Linked DNA regions of Sus scrofa: region 2 is linked to region 1. A link is a contact called in public HiChIP or PLAC-seq data. All regions are on one chromosome and are shown on one strand. The core of a region is the stretch at or near the end of the contact, and the rest is flanking DNA. Distances in the headings are between cores, read along the strand shown.

What was found. HiChIP or PLAC-seq counts read pairs in DNA pulled down with a chosen protein or histone mark.
Region 2: an H3K27ac HiChIP or PLAC-seq map of alveolar macrophages shows a contact between it and region 1. The contact joins two enhancer-like sites.

What each region holds. Positions count from the first base shown.
Region 1 is chr1:42,737,614-42,740,477 of Sscrofa11.1, forward strand. All of the region lies in intron 1 of MAN1A1 (mannosidase alpha class 1A member 1), which reads left to right. Among named protein-coding and RNA genes, the nearest start is that of MAN1A1, 8.9 kb to the left of the region's middle. Within about 2 kb of position 1,503, at least 12 of the 83 cell types and tissues checked have an H3K27ac peak or open chromatin away from gene starts, as enhancers often do. A contact at or near this core is called in alveolar macrophages, where this site is marked.
Region 2 is chr1:42,846,391-42,849,254 of Sscrofa11.1, forward strand. The region is part of intron 5 of MAN1A1 (mannosidase alpha class 1A member 1); the gene reads left to right. Among named protein-coding and RNA genes, the nearest start is that of MAN1A1, 120 kb to the left of the region's middle. Within about 2 kb of position 1,396, at least 5 of the 83 cell types and tissues checked have an H3K27ac peak or open chromatin away from gene starts, as enhancers often do. A contact at or near this core is called in alveolar macrophages, where this site is marked.

The sequences.
Region 1 (2,864 bases), core at 253-2,752:
AAAATGCATTTTACCCTGTTTTGTCTTTGGAGGAAAGTATTTAAGAAGTGAGAAGAAAATTATTTTAGACATAGCAAACATTTATATCATTATGATCAATTCTATAGTCAAAGCTCGGTCTGTCACCTAGTAGTCAAAATTCACATTAATTAGTTGTGCTCTGTAACACAGATTTTGGCCTTTCTTGAGAGCTTTGAATGTAGATTTATTGGAGCATTAGGCTTCTAAGGACCTCAGGGGTTCCGAAGGCCAGTACTCATTTTACAGAGGAGGAATGGGGCCCTGTGAGCTGTGACCTCCTGCGATTCCCCCCAGTGCACTAACTGGAGCTGGAAACCTCTTAGCCCTCAGGCCCGCTCTGCCCATGTTATCTTGACTCTAAGAAGAACAAAGGCTTTGGAGGCCGGCTGGCCTGGTGCTCCCTCCTCCTCAGCCCTGAATAGCAGGCCAGCAAGAAGCCCCACTGAGACCATCCTAGAGGGAGATGGACTGTCTTTGCTTGGGTAGGGTGTAGCCTGAGAAAGCAATCCCAGCCAATTCTGTTGCTCTGAAGATCTAGGCAGCACAGACCCACCCCCACGGAGTCCTGATAAAGACTTCTGTGATCATTAGGTACTTGAAAGAAAAGCAAATGAGATTAAGGCCTAAGAGCATTTAAAAGTCAGCAGCCTTCATTTCTGTCATGAATACTCTGGCAGTTGCTTTAGGTATATTTGAGCCCAGCAGACCTGCAGATAATCCAGAACAGAGATAATGAAATTAAAAAGCCCATGTAGCCTTTGGATTTACTTGACTTTTATGACTAAAATGCCTCCCTCCCTTCCTTTTTTCTGTCAGTCCCTTTGTCTCCCTTGCTCTTAAGCTTATCAAAGGCCTGGCCCCTCATTTGCTCCCCTACTTTCCGGTCACTCCGTTGACACGGTGGCACTCAGGCCACATTAACTTTGATTTGCACTTTTTCATGTGTTTATATGTGGGTCCCCCATTAGAGTGTGCTGTCTTCAGTCCTTAGGGTGCTTAGTATGAGAGGAGGCCTGGGAGAGAGGGGATGAAAACCTGATGAAGGATGCTGAGTTCTGCAGGGGTGGTTTAGTAATAACAGCACACTATACATGAAAACAGCTTTTGCTGCAGTGCTGGTGGGAACACTTGTTTGGCTTGCCCAGGAGTTGATGAGAAAAGCTATGGTGATAGAGATGTGCACGGGCCTGTGAATGGCTGTGGTTGAAACATGAATTCAGGCCATCCAAAGACCACAAGCCATCGCTGGACGCTTTCTATCTGCCAAATCCTTCTTCATAGAAAGTTCTTCTCAAAGTCCTATGAAGAGCACTTGATTCTTTTAAGGGACAAGAAGGTCCAGAGATAGGAGGCCAGGGCTCCTGGCCCCCATGGCCACATGCAGCTTCCCCAAGCTGATGTTTGGGACATGACTGTCTGACTCTTGTTCCTCTTTTGCAAGAGTATGTGCTGCAACTATTGAAAGGTTGTGTTTCTTCACTATATGTCTGTCTGTCAGGGCACAAGGCCAAAGGACGGACCTGTGGCCTGATTAAGGCAGCCCAGGGGGTGTACCTAGTCTCAAAGTCTCATCCGACAGCCTGAAATTTCACTATCGGTGCCTCCGTTTTTTGTTGTTGTTGTTCTTGTTGTTGATACATTGCTTCTTAAAGGCTGCTATTAAAACAATATCACTAAGGTTACCCAGTAGAAATTATACTTTGAGATTTGTCTTAGTGAAGATAAGAACATGTTTGTAAAAGAAGCAGGTATTTCTAGTGTTATTTCATTAAAAAGTAATGCTTGCTTAGGAAAGAATATTTTCAAAGTACACAGGAGTAGAAAAAAGAAAAAAAAAAATCCTTCGCAGTTCTGTCACTCAGTCATAAGCAGTGTCAACATGACTTCCTACCCCAACACATAGTTATTTTTTTCCCACAGCTATAACCACACACTATATATATGTTTGTTCATTTTCTTTTAAAGTATCATTTTATGATAGCATAATATATGAAATAGAAACATTGTCATTTATTTAATCATCCTCTTGAACCTGAACATTTAGATTATTTCCAGCTTTTTTTTTTTTTTTTTTTTGGTTTTCATTTAAAAGTGCTGAGATAGACACCTTTGCCCATTAAGAGTCCAGCTCATTTTTCATTGCTCCCAACCCTCATAAATAGGATTTCCCCTTAAATTTCCTCATAGGGGAAATGAATGGGTCAGAGGATCTAGTACATTTTGAAGGATGACTTTCCAGAAACAATGTATACTTCTACCTATAATATAATGAACCTAGTCTTGACTCTGTAAGTTTCATGGATGATGAAACAATATCTATATTTAATTTACCTTTGAGCAGCATTTTCTCCTGTGTTGGTTGACTAGTTGGATTTCCTCATGGTGAATTGTATAGAATGAGGAAATTTTTAAAGGAGCAGAATTGGGACAAAGGCAAAGCTTGGAGACCTAATAAGTGCAGTGTCAGACCAGATGGAGCTAAGAAGCTGGCTGGAGGGACATGAGCTTCTGAAAGAGGCAGAGTCCTGAAAAGCAATAGACAGGACTTTATTAAAAAACAACAACAAAATGAACTTCCTTGAGTTTGACTCCTAGGATAAAAAGTGCTCCTTGTTAATGGGAGTGCCTACCAAACACCTCAGCTAAGACCCAGCCAGCCAGCTTCCATCGGCTCATCTTCCCTTGCTATCTTTGAGTTTTTGCATCAGATATTTGAGGAAGGCGTTGGCCTCTCAAGGAGTCTGGAAAAAGAGGGAGGGATCTTCTCTTTTAGGATTCATCAGGATGACTTCCTAATATTTTAAGATCGTAGTTGAAGCTCAAAAATAATCCAGCTACAATTT
Region 2 (2,864 bases), core at 146-2,645, 110 kb after region 1:
GCTGCAGGTGCAGCCCTAAAAAGGAAAAAAAAAAATCATTGAAAGATGTTTGGGAATTATTAATATATTTTAAAGAAAATCCTAAGTTAATACCACAATATCAATGATATTTCCAAGAATGTGATCATTTTTATTGACCAACGCTTTGCATTCATTGTAAGCACATGAAATACCACTAGGGTTAGAATGAAGTTAATCAGATTCTTTGCCCCTGAACTAAAGGTAAAACTTTCTTCAATTAAGTTATCAAGGAATAAATATGCTGGTGAACAATCAATAAGTAATTACCACAAAGCTTTATTACAAGGGTTTCTCTGAACCATGTCACTTTAACAAGTCTAGTAAGTTTAAGATTCTAACATTGTTTAACTTTCAGTTGAATATGTTAATCTAAGAGCTAGAAAATCAAGTATTTTTTTCTCATGTCCTCTCTCACTCCAATAAGTATTTTTGCATATTTAGGAAATTGTCAGTTTTCTAAGCATTAGTGTAGGAGCAATGAAATACTCTCAGGTGTGCTTTTCTCTAGATAGTGAATTTTTAAATAATTTTAATAAATAAAATAATCTTTGAGTCTTATTTTTAATAAAGTTATATAGTTACTTTTTTATTACTATAAAAGAAACTGTATTAATTGGAAAAAACTGAATAGTGTAAATAAACACTTTATATGGTGTTCAATTCTCATTTTCAAAGAGACAACAATGAAATCATGTGCTTTTTCCCATTATTTTTTTTGCTTTTCATCTTCTTTGAGATATAATTTAAAGTCAAAAATGTGCCCACTTTAAGTGTAAATTTCAACAAATCTTGACAAATGTATGTATTTTGTAACCACCACAATCAAGGTTACAGCATTTCATCACCCACAAAACTTTTCTTGTGACATTTGCAATCACCACTCCCCGCCTCTGCCCCCAACAACCGCTAATAAGTTGCTATCCCTATAGATGACATTTGCTTTTTCTAGAATTTTATGCAAAGGAACTCATAGAGTAAATGCTCTTTTCTGTTTCCTTTCTTTCACACAGCAGAGTGTTTGAGGTTCATTCATTTATTCTGTTCATTCCTTCTTATTGTTAAGTAGTATTTTCTTTTATGAGTATATGGTTTATCCATTCTCCTGTTTATGGAGAGTTGTATTATTCCCAATATTTGGTGATCATTAGATGAAGCTGTTTATGAAAGCTCAAGTCTTTATGTGGACACATTGTGTATTTAGTTCTCTTAGGGTAAATAACCAGGCATGGAATTGTTGAGTCGGACCAGTCAGACAAGTGATCAGTTCTGTTCTGTACAGTTTTGTGGTTTTGTGCTGTCCAAGATAATAATGGCCCCTCCCGAAGCAAGAGTTGGGCAAGTTAATTAACAGCTCTTTTAAAAGACAAAGGTTTCCTTGATAGTGATACAAACCAACCACATGAGCAGCATCCACCCAGGTCACTGTTCTTCACCCTTGTGTGACGTGGGGACAGAGGAACTGCTATACCAATGAAGATCATACTGTCTTCTGTTCCTCTTTTTCTCCTTCCTGTATTATTATATGAATGTGTACTTTATATATTATTTTATATAACCTAGGTGTCTAGATATAATATGTAGTTTCTCTTAGGATTGCAGACTACTTAGACTTATTCTATTCAGGTATAATATAGGAACTTTACAATGCTATGCAGTCAGCTCTTGGTATCTGAGGGGGATATGTTTCAGGAACCCCCTCAGACACAGAAATCTGAGGGTGCTCAGGTCCCTTATATAAAATGGCATAGTGAAGTTCCCTGGTGGCCTAACAGTTAAGATCTGGCATTGCCACTTCTATTGCACGGGTCACTGCTGTGACATGGGTTTGATCCCTAGCCTAGGAACTTCTTCATGCCATAGGCACAGCCAAAAAATTAATAAAAATTAATAACATGGCATAGTATAGTTGGCCTATCTTGTTCACTGAGTATTGGGGTTTTTTTCATGGGGAGGTGGGGGGAGTTTTTTGTTTGGATTTGTTTGCTACTGGCAACAGATAATCTCAGTGTTTTGTTTATCTGAAAATGTCTGTTTCCCTTTTACCTTTGGAGGAAGGCTTCATCAGCTATCAAATTTTTAATATGCAGATCTTTTATCAACACTTCAAATATGTCATTTCTTCAGCTTCTGACCCCCATTGATTCTGATAATAAGTCAGCCATTATCTTGTCATTGTTTCCCTGTATCTAATTTGCTGTTTATTTTCTGGCTGCTTTCAAATTTTTCTCATTATCTTTGATTATCAGAAGTTTGAGTCTAACTTACCCAGCCAAGTATAGGTTTCTTTGCATTTATCCTGCTTGTGTTTACTGAACGTTTTTAGATTAGCAAAATTATGCTTTTCAAAAGAGTTGGGAAGTTTTCAACCATTATTTCTTCAGGTAATTTTTCTGCCTCTTTCTCTTTCTCTCTTTCTGGAATTTCATTTACCCTTCTGTTTGACCTCAGGCTCTGAAACACTGTTCATTGTGTTTAAATGATCCTCTTTCTGTTCTTCAGATGTGATCATTTTTATTACCAGTTTCAAGTTTGCTGTTTCTTATGCCCATTTCTTTGGCAAGTTTTTCTTTACTTCTCCAAAAGTATTTAAATAGTTGGTTTGGAGTCATTGCTAAATCCAGCATTTAGACTCATTTGGAGTCGGTTTCTGTTTAACTGTCCATCTTCCTGAATCACATTTTCTGCTTCTTTGCATACCTAGTAATTTTTGTTTAAAAACTAGACACTGTGGGTGTGTTTAGCAAACTTTAATGTTTTACGTTCTTCTGAGAATTATTTTGTCATTTAGTCAGTAGCTAGCTCTTTTGAATTCAAACCATAAACTCTGTCTCTCCTGCAGTGTG